Linked DNA regions of Zea mays: region 2 is linked to region 1. A link is a contact called in public Hi-C data. All regions are on one chromosome and are shown on one strand. Each heading gives the region's core, a stretch centred on a gene start, on an enhancer-like site or on the middle of the called end of the contact. The rest is flanking DNA. Distances are from core to core; before and after follow the strand shown.

What was found. A called contact is a pair of places that touch in the nucleus more often than the background predicts.
Region 2: a Hi-C map of endosperm shows a contact between it and region 1, with 4 times the contacts expected there. The contact joins the promoter of LOC100281674 here to the enhancer-like site in region 1. A contact is called at or near these places in 3 of 25 Hi-C or Micro-C datasets (ear, endosperm and leaf).

The regions. Positions count from the first base shown.
Region 1 is chr4:78,348,803-78,355,070 of Zm-B73-REFERENCE-NAM-5.0, forward strand. No RefSeq gene overlaps it. Among protein-coding and RNA genes, the nearest start is that of LOC100281674, 110 kb to the right of the region's middle. Within about 2 kb of position 2,704, at least 20 of the 20 cell types and tissues checked have an H3K27ac peak or open chromatin away from gene starts, as enhancers often do. A contact at or near this core is called in ear, endosperm and leaf, where this site is marked.
Region 2 is chr4:78,464,465-78,470,303 of Zm-B73-REFERENCE-NAM-5.0, forward strand. LOC100281674 (heavy metal-associated domain containing protein) reads left to right here and starts at 1,394. Exons shown (of 3, transcript NM_001320726.1): 1 at 1,394-2,238; 2 at 3,672-3,747; 3 at 4,403-4,888. The coding sequence starts at 1,810. The coding sequence ends at 4,524.

The sequences.
Region 1 (6,268 bases), core at 1,454-3,953:
ACACCCGGATTTAAGGGATAAAGTCGGGTGCGTCTCATATGTGCGCCAAAGAATAACAACACATCTAATGACCAAATGTATAAAGATAAATGTCACAAATATTATTACATAGCGGAACTATCTTAAAAAAATAAATGATAACAATAAAGTGAACTAATAATTATTCCTTGGCGCTATAAAGCTGACTGAGAGACGCCACCTAGATAAGCTCGTACTCCTCGTTGTAGACCTCCTCCCGGGCTACCTGCTCTTCACCTGTGGGGGTTTATATATCGCAAGGGTGAGCTCACAAAAGATCAAGTTGTGGGGACTAATGCGCATGAGCTCAACAAAGGTGGGAGCTCAAGTGAAGTGTAAGGCTGATCAACAAATAAGGGTTAAAACTGAGCATTGCTTTTAATAAGTTGGTCAAATTTTATTAGCAGTTACTAAATGTAAGTATATACCAAACCAGAGTAATAATAGATCAAAATTAATAATAAAACCACAATGTGATGCAAATGACAAATTGAATTTAATTTCATAAGTTAATCATGAGAGAGTCATGAGATGCTCATGACCACGAGCACAGCTAGTATACCAGTTTTACACTCTGCAGAGGTTGTACCCTTTACCCACAAGTCATGTTACCCATCTACCACAGGGTTGTACGGGCCCCATACACCTCTACCAACTAAGTGAGGCAGTGTAACACTACAAGGCCTTTACAAAGTTCCACTAGCTTTAGAAAATCCGCTACAGTTTCTAGGAAGCGCAATATAGGAATCCCCGTCTTAAAAGCCATCGCAGCAAAATCAACCCGAGAACCTCCCTATACCGACAACTCCCCTACTGCCCTTACCCCTTTCGGGTAAGGTAGACCTCCACTAGCTTTCCTAATTAGTCGGCCAAGGGTGTCGCATTCCACCCTTGTGGTGGCACGTATATCTCAAGTTAAGCTCCATGTTCCAATTAACATAATAGTCTTATCATGAATAGAATAGAACAACAATAATAAAGCATGACCATGAGTAATAATTATCTTAACACCCAGAACCACATATAGCAATAGCAAAGACTACACAAAAGTTCAGGGGTAAACAAGGTGTAAAGATGACCAAACTAGGGTGACCTATTGGGTCCCATCAAAATTAAGCCTAAGCATGCCAAAATGATTATAGAGAACATTTTTGGGTAAACAAAGTGGTCAAGGCACAACTTGCCTTCAATGAGCTCCTCCTCAGTACTTTCCACCTGCTGGGTACCGGGGTCCTCGGTCGCTTGCTCGTATACTCGATGCAATACAAACAAACATAGTATAGGAGAAATTAACATCACATCAAACATCAGAACAGAATGCATGATAATATTCTACGTATCGAAACGAGATCGTACGTTTGAGAACTACTAAATTCGGAGTTATGGTTGATGAGTTACGATTTTTCAAAGTTTTAAGTGGTTGCTATAGAATAGATTAAGTGCATAATTCTAGTCTATGTTTAGTGATAAAACAGAGTTACCAGGTGATAAACAATATTAAAACAAAATTAATGCAACTGGAATGGGTCAAAAAGGAATTAAAATGGATTTATTATGATTTACACAAGTTTTTGGAATTATATTCATACTAAAAAAACTATTTTCTGTATTGTTTTATCCTATTTTATTTAGTTCTGTACTGCGGCCATTATTTTGTGAAAGCGCAGGGACCCAACTGCTAAAAACATGACCTAAATTAATGTTCTCTAACTGTGCTAGGATGGCGGGTTGATTCTGTGAAAATACGGGGGCTCTTTTACAATTCTACCTCGGTGTCGTGACCACATGTGATCCCAACCGTCTGATCAGACCCGAACGGACATGATTACGACTAACCTAAACTGAACCGGTACGGGTTAAGGGCCACAGGATCTGAGATCGACGGCTAGGGATTTATGAAACGCGATCCGCATCTGGCCTTAGGATTCAATCTCAACGGTCCGAACGTAATGCACCCGAAGGGGTATCCTCATCTAGTCAGGACCGTTCAGAAGAAGATCGATGGCTAGGTCGTGTCTTCCCCTCCCGGCCGAACTCCGGCGACCAACAGAGATGCCGTGGTGGCGACGCCATGGCAGGAAGACCCGCACCGCCCCGCGGTGCACGACCACTAGTTTTGTTGATCGCTAAATGAAATTGAAATGATGGCGGATCTGGGAAGGGGAGTTCTTACAATGATTACGTAGTGTCTTTCCCTGCCCACGGCGCGCCCCGGATTTGCGGCCACGGCATCAAATTGGCGGCGCCCAGGTCGCACTCCCTCCCAGCCACCACCTCAACACGATCCTGGAGCTTGGACGGACTCTCCCGACCTCGCACAGGGCACCAATTAGTGCACTGCATGCCGGACGACCGTGGAGGCCTCCGGTGGCTCCCTGTTCTCTCTCTCGGAGGTGAGTATCCCAATTCGGGGTGCTGGTGCGCGTGGTCGACGTGGTGCCCTCCCTTAGCGAAGATGGCGCACGTCTAAGTCAGCTGGAGATCTTGAGTGCAGAGGAGGGGTTGGAGGGAGTCGGCGCATGGAGATGTCGGGGCTTCCGTTAGGGATGGGTTTGGCGCGCGGGGTCCACGAGTAGTGAGACACCAGAGTTCAAGCACGGGAGACGGCTGACGAGCGGGCCCTCCGAGTCAGTGCCAGAGATATAGGCAGACTCAGCCGCGCGCGCGAGCGTGCGAAGTCTGACTGACAGACGGGTCCCGCGCTGCAGTGACACGCGGAGGTTGGTGCAGCTGGCCCACATGGCAAAGGCATCCACTGCGCGTGCAGGGGCCCAAACGGGAAGGCTGCGCGAGTGAGTTGGGCCGGTAAGATCTCATCGAGCCCATGCGACTTTTTCCTTTTCCTTTTCTTTTTTGTTTCCTTTTATTTTTTTTAGATTTCAAATTTGAATTCAAATTTTGTTGTGAAATTCACACTTAGATTAAATGCACAAATTAAAATACCAGTATGAAAGGTATATTTATTTATATATTTTTTTCTTTATAATGTGTATTATTTTCCTTTCCTATTCTATGTCATTTTCAATCTCTAGACTTCAAATTAGGTTAAACCCTAATTTCAGCATTAATTAAATGCACAAGAAAAATCTCCAGCATGATGCATAGATTATTTATGTATCTCTAGTTAATTTAGGCACTTTAAGTGTGATTATTAATATTTCTCATGAATAGAGGGCAATACACATAAGGAGATTAACTCTTCTATTATTATTCACGAGTTGGGTATTACAAGCAACTACAACTGTAGCAAAAACAACAGCAACCGCAGCAAAATGCACCCCAGGCTCATGACAAGCACTGATAATTCATGAGCTAACACCCACCCACCTTCTCCCATTCCATTGATCCTTTGTATGCTAATTATTGGCTCAAGGCCATTAGCAAGAAGTTGGATATTTCTCAAAGCAACAACCATGAGAGGGTCCTATATGCATCTGGAAGACTAGAAGGAGCCATCTCGGATTGGTGGGATGCATACACCGCAGCCCAGGTAGATGCCAACAACATCACTTTACAAGAATTCCACGACAGTTTTCGTGCACACCACATTCCCTCTGACATCATGAAGCTAAAAAAGGAGTTCCTGTCACTTACCTAAGGCAATATGACCATTAGTGAGTATAGAGATAAATTTACCTAACAATCTTGCTATGCTCCAGAAGTAGATACTGATGAGAAGCGCCAAGAACGTTTTCTAGAAGGCTTGATTGGACCCCATAACTACCAACTGTAGAGTCATAGTTTCCCTAGTTTCAATACCTTGCTCAATAAGGCTATTCGTCTGGAGAGCAAGAGGAAAGAGTTGACTGACCATAAGAGGAAGTCCTAGACTCCAGGCCAGTCTAGCAGGAATGTCCACTACTAGCAAGGCAACCAAGATTCTTATTCTCGCTCTGCGGGACAGAGTGGGAATTACCAAAACCAGAACCAATGCTCAAGACAGCAAGCTCAGAGGTACAACCAACATGGGCAAAGGATTGATGGAAGTCAGTAGACTCGTCAGGGAGTTGCCACCAGCACCCAGCAAAGGTCAACAACCCTATCGCCCCAGTGCATCCCAATGATTGTTTCAAGTGTGGAGAGGTTGGACATTATGCCAACGCCTATCCCAAGAGGAACTTTCAGACACCACAAGCCAATAACAGTGAGAGGTTAGCTTAGAACGCACCATCCCACAACTTTTAAGAAAAAGGACAACAGAACCAAAGCAAGGGCAAAGTCAACCATGTGACTGCAGAATCAGTTCTGGAAGGAGCTAAGCGCCCCCTTGGATTATGGTCACAACAAACCCCCAGCTAGGACCCGGCTGACCCGCGCGATGGGCGTGATTCTGTTGCAGCCGCCACATGTGGATAGGGAAGAAGGAGAGCCTAATGTACGGGACCCATGCGTTAGTGGAAGCTTCGATATTACTGCGCGCGGTACGAGTGGCTGACAAGTGGGCCCGACTCGCCAGTGTTATGCCCGAACGGTGCGCGCGGATAGCAGAGATGGGCCCGGCGCGCGCACGAAGGAACACAAGGGTGGGCCGAATTCCTTTCTGGCGGCCCAAAGTTTTCTTTTTCTTTTCTATTTCCAATTTGAAATATTTAAACAAAATTTAAATTCTTGTTTAAATCTCTAGATTTTAAATATCAAACAAAATTCTAATACTTCTACTGCTTGCAATGATATTATTTATTATTATTATTATTGTTTATTCTCCTTCCTATTATTTAATTACGGAAGGAAGAGTGATTTTATTAACATTTCCTTTCTTTTTACTCATTTTTTGTTTTATATTTTTATTTATAATTTTAGTTCAAATTTAAATTATGACTCCTTTATTCAAATATAATGTATCACAAAAAAATCATTCGCATGAGATGCATATTACTTTATTTATTTATTGGTTACTTGACTAATTTGATACCATTAATTGAAAATGAAATAGGAAGAGAACTAATTAATCTCCCAATGTTTCAAAAATTCCCAAACCACTAACATAAATTTATTTATTTATTTATTTATATCATTATTTTTCTCTGATACAAATTTTTGGGCTTTACAAGAAGATTCAAGGTTAAGGGAAAACTATCACATCGTTAAATCGAACCATTTCCGGTCTTGGAAAGAAAAGGTGAAGTGGTATATTGGCTGGAATTGCCCGCACAACTATCGGATGTGCCTAATGTGTTTCAGATATCGCAACTTAAGAAGTGCTTAAGAGTACTAGAGGAACGGTTACCCATGGAGGAACTTGATATTGAGGATGATCTAACATATTCCGAATACCCAGTGAAAATATTGGGAACGTCTTGTACAATCACCAAGAGTAAAGTAATCAACATATGCAAAGTTTAGTGGAGCCATCACTCAGAGGATGAAGCGACTTAGGAAAGAGAAGATAAACTTAGAACAGAATTCCCTCAATTTTTTGCAGAAACTCTTTAATCTCGAGGACAAGATTCTTTTAGAGTGTTAGGTTTTGTAGCACCTCAAATTTATCCCTTATAGCCTTTTGTTTTCAAATAGAACCCTTAGAGAAGTGTGGCCAATATTCCTTTGCATATAAGATTAAGCTCTTTGTTAGTATATCTTTTTTGGAGCATGACTTTTATTTGTTAAGTTTTGGAATGATTTGTTTTCATATCCCATTAATATGAGGTATCTCATTATTCTTTTTTAGAAAATACTCAAAACTTTATTTATTTTAAAAGTTATTCCCTCCATTTTTTTATTTGACGTTTTGTAGTTTATTTTTATACTATTTGACGTCAAATAAAAAAGGATTGAGGTAGTAGTATTTCATATTGGATTAGGGCTTGTTCGGTTAGCTCCCAATCCATGTGGATTGAGTGGGATTGGATGGATTTATATCCCAAGCAAATCAATCTTCTTCTTAATTTTTTCCAATCCCATCCAATCTATGGGTAACGGGATTAATCGAATAAGGCCTTAATTGGATCCGATAAATCCACTGATCCGAATCTATTTTTTCCAAACTCTTCAAACCCGGCCCAAAAAGTAAAATAAGTAGCCAATGCAAGGTTTGTTCTCGAAGGCGACCGAATATGCGACAGATTTGCTTGGTACTTGCATAGTTGTCCACTATTCAATACCAACGCTTTTTGTTGGATCCGTTGCCTTTCATGGACTCTCTTTCTCAACCAGGCTTTAAGCCTGGCGCTTTTGTAGCACTCGATGGCTCTGGCTGATTTGAGCATCAACTTTTCAGTCTGTGTTTGAAAAAGATAGTTTCATATCGAAA
Region 2 (5,839 bases), core at 144-2,643, 110 kb after region 1:
TTTCTATATAGTGCTCGATGGCAAGCCATCGGTCCTTAGGATGTGGAGACCAGTTGGCTGGGCATTGTTATGCCGGCCTTTTTGCCATGGCCAATCAAAAACAATGTTCAACCTATGATCGTATGGCGCGCTGCGACTTTGATATGTAGGGAAGAAATGTATTGATGTTGTGGTGCATAATAAATTGGTGTGTGTGCATCAATAAGTTATGTGTATGTGTATCCGAACTGTCCGCCCTAAACGAACGGACAATCTAGTGTGAAACGGCGGATGGTCTAAGAGCATATCCGGACTGTTTTGTCATGTTTGCTACTGTCGGGGTGCCATGTGGTGGGCCTAGCATGGTTCCAGACTGTCTAGAAGGGAGTGACGGGCGATCCGCGTTAAGGCTGGACGGTCCGAGATTTAGATCAGATGGTCCGATCACATCCAATGTCGTCGATCTATCAAGAATGAACTAGCAGACGGTGATCTCTACAGAAGCGCAGACAATCTGCGACCTCATTGTAGGATTAACTCAGGTGAGAGTTCTTATCCCGGCGTGTTTATCTGACTAACTGCATGAGAATCTACTGGGATACGCCTATGAACGGGTACATACCTTCCCCCTATATATATGAAGAAGGGTACCATCGATTGGAACACAACACAATCAATCCAAATCAATACAATATGCTTTATTTGTTTTGTTCTTCATCGCATTAGGACTAGAAGTAATTTAGACCTAGTTTAGCTTTCCTCAACCCTAAATTTTCATCCCTTTTTGACTCTATGTTATCTAGCTAGGGACGTATCGGTGGCCTCTTGACTCCAGGGCACCCTTAGAACTTTCTTCCCTGGTGGGTCCCTCCCGAGAGGTGAGTTTTAGGGTTTTCCAAAGAAGACAGATCTGGACCTTTACGGACCATCCGAACCTAAAGTGTGGATCACCTAGTGCTATGTAGAACGAAGCGAGGTCACAGACCATCCACGCTCCCGTACCCCTAATATTTAGCCATAAATCGAAGCCAACAGTTTGCTGCTGATGACGATGCAACAAAAAGAGCAAGAATGCCAACCTGTATAGTACGGTATAAAACTAAAAGCTATGCGTCGTACAGCTGAGTAGGGTGACGTCAGCTACGTGCAGGCTTGGTGGATCGGAGCGCGAGTGGCGATTCCGGCTCGCACCAGATCTTGTCGTCGTCGCGGCGCACCTGCCGCATGCAGAGAGCGGAGCGGAGAGCCGGAGAGAGATCAGGGAGGGGGCAAGGCTGCACCAGCAGGCTCGTCTCCTTTCATGCTCCGATGCATCTGGTGGCCCGAGCAATAATTCGGACCTTGTCTCACCGGCGACGCAACGCTACAAGCCTACAAGCGAGGTGGCGGGCGCGAGCAAAAAAAAAAAAAAAAAACGAGACTACGAGAGAGCTTACAAAAAGTTTCCCCCACCATTAATTCCACCGTGATTCCATCTCCTTTGTCCTCCTCCTCTCTCACATCACAGCCGTCCCACCGCTTCTTTTTAAGCTCCCACTGCGCGGCCCTCTCCTCTCCGTCACCCTCCTCCCCCCCTCCCTCTCGTCGGTCTCTTCTCTCTTGGTCGGTCCTGGATAAACACAAATCTCTTGCCTCCCTCCCCCTCCTCTTCGCCTCTCTGCATTGCGGTGCTACTAGCTAGCAACCAAATCCAAAGCAGCAAAGCCTTGCAGGCTAGCTAGGGAAGCAAATCAATCTCAGGCTTTGCCGCTCGCTCTATACATCCGTCCTCCTCGTGCTGCGTGCTGCGTGGCGTGTGTCTGTCTGGAGAGGTGAAGCGGCGGAGGCAGCATGAGGGCGGGCGGGATGCTGTGCCGGTCGCAGGCGGCGACGGCGGTGTGCGTGCCGGGGGACGCGCGGTCCATGGTGGTGGCCCGGCGCGCCGCCGACCGCACCCGCGACAGCGACGACGCCCGCGCCCTGCACGACGTCAGGTACGCGCGCCTCGGCGCCGGCGCCGGAGACGGGGGCCGCCGCACCTCCGCTTCGCGGAGGTTCTCGGCGCCCAGCAGGGCCGCCGCGCCTCCTCCGACCGCTACCGCCGCCACTGCGTCATGCAAGCCGCGCGTGGAGAGGCCGCGGCGCGCGCCCGTGGCCGTGACGCTGCCCATGGTGACCAAGAGCCCCAGCAAGGAGGCGCCGCCCAAGGACCTCGCCGCGGCGGCCAAGCGCGCGCAGGCCGCCGCCGTCGCGGCGCCTCCAGGCGACCAGCTGCTCCAGGTAATTAACATAACGTAACGTACGTAACTGACGGACAGCAGTACATTATAGTACTTATTACTATTTTACTGTTAAATTTTGGGTAGCTAGTAGGCAGGTAGTTATATCCGGTCATTTCAGTTACTGTCTCTCCAAAAATTCACAGCTAATAATTCAGTTACACTCCCTCCATATATACATTTCACTTCAAACGGCTCGAAGGAATAGATTAGAAAGCACTACGAGATGCCTACGCTTTGCTTGACGTACGTCTATAGGAATCGGAACGGGTATATATAACCTAGTAAATTTTTTACCGCAACGACCAATTAAGATAATGCTACGTGGAGTATATATATACTATAACAAATTAATGCTGTGCAGTTTATTAGGCGTACGACGTTACGTAAGCGTAATTAATTCACGCTAGCGCGAGCAGAGAGTGCTAGTAGAAATTAAAAAGGAAAAGCTGACAGGCTCAGGCGTGAAGACTAAATCAAAATTTATACCCTGCAGCCTGCAGGGGCGGGTGTGTGTGTCATCTAGTTTCTATGTTATTAATTTAGCTGTGGCAATTTGGTTATATATCAAGAAAATTAATTAGAAAGAGGAACAAATGATTTCCTACATGAGAAATCCGGCCGCGCAACGAAGACGCAAGAAACCATTATTTTGACGGTTAGGACGAGCACCCAGTTTCTATATCTGTGAAGGTCACACGCCACATTCTTTCCCAGGTCTCAGCTTGCTGGCTGCGCTGCCGTCGTGTCCACATTTATAACGACACCGCAAAAAATAAATTAGCGTTGGAAATTTTAGTTTGTATAAGTGATTTCGGCTATAGAAATCACTTATTACTAGTTTCTTGGTTGTGACTGTCATAAGGAGGAGTAGTACTTATTTTAGTGGGTGGGGACAAAAAAAACGAAAACTAACAAAAGCGGTGAAACAGTAGCGACATTTACGCCAAATAAAGGAACAAAGAGGACTTGTGCTGGGAGCACAGTGAAAGGAAGCATCACACACACAAACACCACAGGCCGCAGCAGATCGATGAGAGGCGGCCTGGGAGAGTGGACTGTGGAGGGCTCCCATCCAATCCAATCCGAACCAAGACCCATGCATGTCTACAGGCCAGACTTGCTCGTTGCAGGGGGTAAGTGCGTGCCCCCCTCGTCGCAGACAGAGAGTAGTGAGAGACTGGAGACGGTAACAGACCAAGGCCACTGTTCCAAGTGGACCACGCTACATGTATATATCCCCATTCCACTTCCACACCCCACACAAGCCGCGCTAGCGTGTCAGTACAAAAAGTGTTGTTGTTGCTACATGCATGCATGCAGGTCTCTTGGTGGCGGTGTCACAGGATTCGACGGCCATATGCATTGCGTGCGTTGCGCGGTGGTACAACATGGATGCGTGTGACTCATGCGTGTGTGTGTGTGTGTTTGTAGGTGGTGGTGATGAAGGTGGCCATCCACTGCCAGGGCTGCGCGGGGAAAGTCAGGAAGCACATCTCCAAGATGGAAGGTACGTACATGCATCGCCGTATATATACTCGTATATGTATACTAGCTACATACATACGTACACATATACATACTAGCAAGTGAAGTGGCGTGCCATATCTATTTTTACGTACGTACTGCTGGAAGTATCATATGGTCACGGACGACTCATCACGGGCCGGCCGGGAGCACAGAGCGAGCTGGGAGACGACACGTGCTGGATTTGACGCGGTCCGCGCCGCCGTACGTGTAGACGACTGGCCGGCCGCCAGCCAAACGACGACGACCGTACGTGGTCAAGTGCTGACGCCGCCTCCTACTGCGGGCGTGAGCGTGGCAGTGTGTAGTGTAGTGTAGCGCGCGTGACGACCTGGAGCTGCTACATGCATGGCTTTAGAGATGCCCATTCGTCACGTCTCACATGCATGCACATATGCACGCCGTACGTGGCTAGTAGGAGGCCGGCGGGATCGATCCAAGAAATCTAAACACGCATCGTCATCTCACTGCACGAAGAAGATGCATATGCATGAGTCGTACTCGTACTCGTACGTACGTGTACCTAGCTAGGCGGGTCGCATGCATGTTCATGGATGCATTATTCATTGACCTTTTTTTTTTACTGACGGCGCAAGGAGGAGGAGGATCATGCATGATACTACTGTGCTCTGCTGCAGGGGTGACGTCGTTCAGCATCGACCTGGAGAGCAAGAAGGTGACGGTGATGGGCCACGTGTCGCCGGCGGGCGTCCTCGAGAGCATCTCCAAGGTGAAGAAGGCCGAGCTCCTCCTCGCCTGATGGATCGATCGACGATTATGGATCTCCAGCCGTCCACCAACTAGCTAGCTAGTTGTTGCATTGCATTGCTAGCAAAACACCCGAGTGAACGAACGAACGAAGAACCCTGTGCACTATCGCTCTGATTGGTTAGTCGCACTGTCTCATCCTGCATCAGTGCGTGCATTGACTTTATTTAAGTCTTTGTTTGGTTGCCTGTATACTAGAAGCGTGAGCTGCATGAGTGGATGCAAAATAATTTATTTTGAGGCTGTTTGACTGCATCTGCTCATACGTCAAAAACTTCGGTTCCTAGCCAGCCTGGATGGCACGAGACTGGTTTGTAAGGCTCAGGCAACCAATCAGGCAGTATGTGTTAGTATCTCGCTTCTGCTTGCATTGGCTGCTACTGCTAGCCGTACGTGCATCGTATACCAATCCATGGATGGATGTATCATGCGCGTGCAGTGATGGCGTGTGGCGAACCTTCTCCCTCCTCCTGTGCCGTGCCTGTTGGCTTTTGCTGCTGGTACGTACTTGTACCTAGCTATGGTCGGGCCGTCGGTCCTCCTCCGTCCGTGTCTGCATTATGCATGCATGATCGATGCCTTGCTTCGTTTGTTATACAGCACTATTATTGCTTACATATATCTCTTTCCCACCAGCTTTTTTCCTCCTCTCCACTATATATCTATCTCTTTTCGAACTGTGAACTGATCTGATCTCTGATCTGATCTGATCGAGCTTGGCCGCTTTCGTTTGGAGCTGTGCTTTTGGCTGCGCGCCCGCTCACGCATCAGCTGCCCCTGCGTTTTCGTTTAGAGCTGTAGGTGCTCGATCGAGTGGATCGCTAGCAGTACATCTCACACTGGCATGTCGTCCAGCTGCTTTGCCGAGTGTGGCTCTCGCCAAAGATGACTCGGTTAACTGTATATTGGCAACAAATTTTTTACCGAGTATTTTTTTGTCAGACACTCGACAAAATCTTTACTGATTATCGTCACCTAATACTCGGCAAAGAAAAATAGTCTTTGCTGAGTGCCTGCTATCCTGACACTCGGTAAAGGTGGCTTCTTTGCCGAGTGCGTGATAGACAGGCTCTCGACAAACTTGGTCTGTGCCAATGCAAGTGTTTTAGTTCGCCGAGAGTGTCGAGTGCTCGATAAATTGTACTCGGCAAAGAGTCGGATTCTGATACCTAGTGCTTGCGTGCTAAGGAGAAGAGAGGCTTCCTATGTTATGTTACAGAGTCCTACGTAGATTCGGATTCGGAAAAATATTGTACGTGCCGGCGTGGTTCATATGTCGACAAGCTAGCTAAGAGATCGATGAGCAT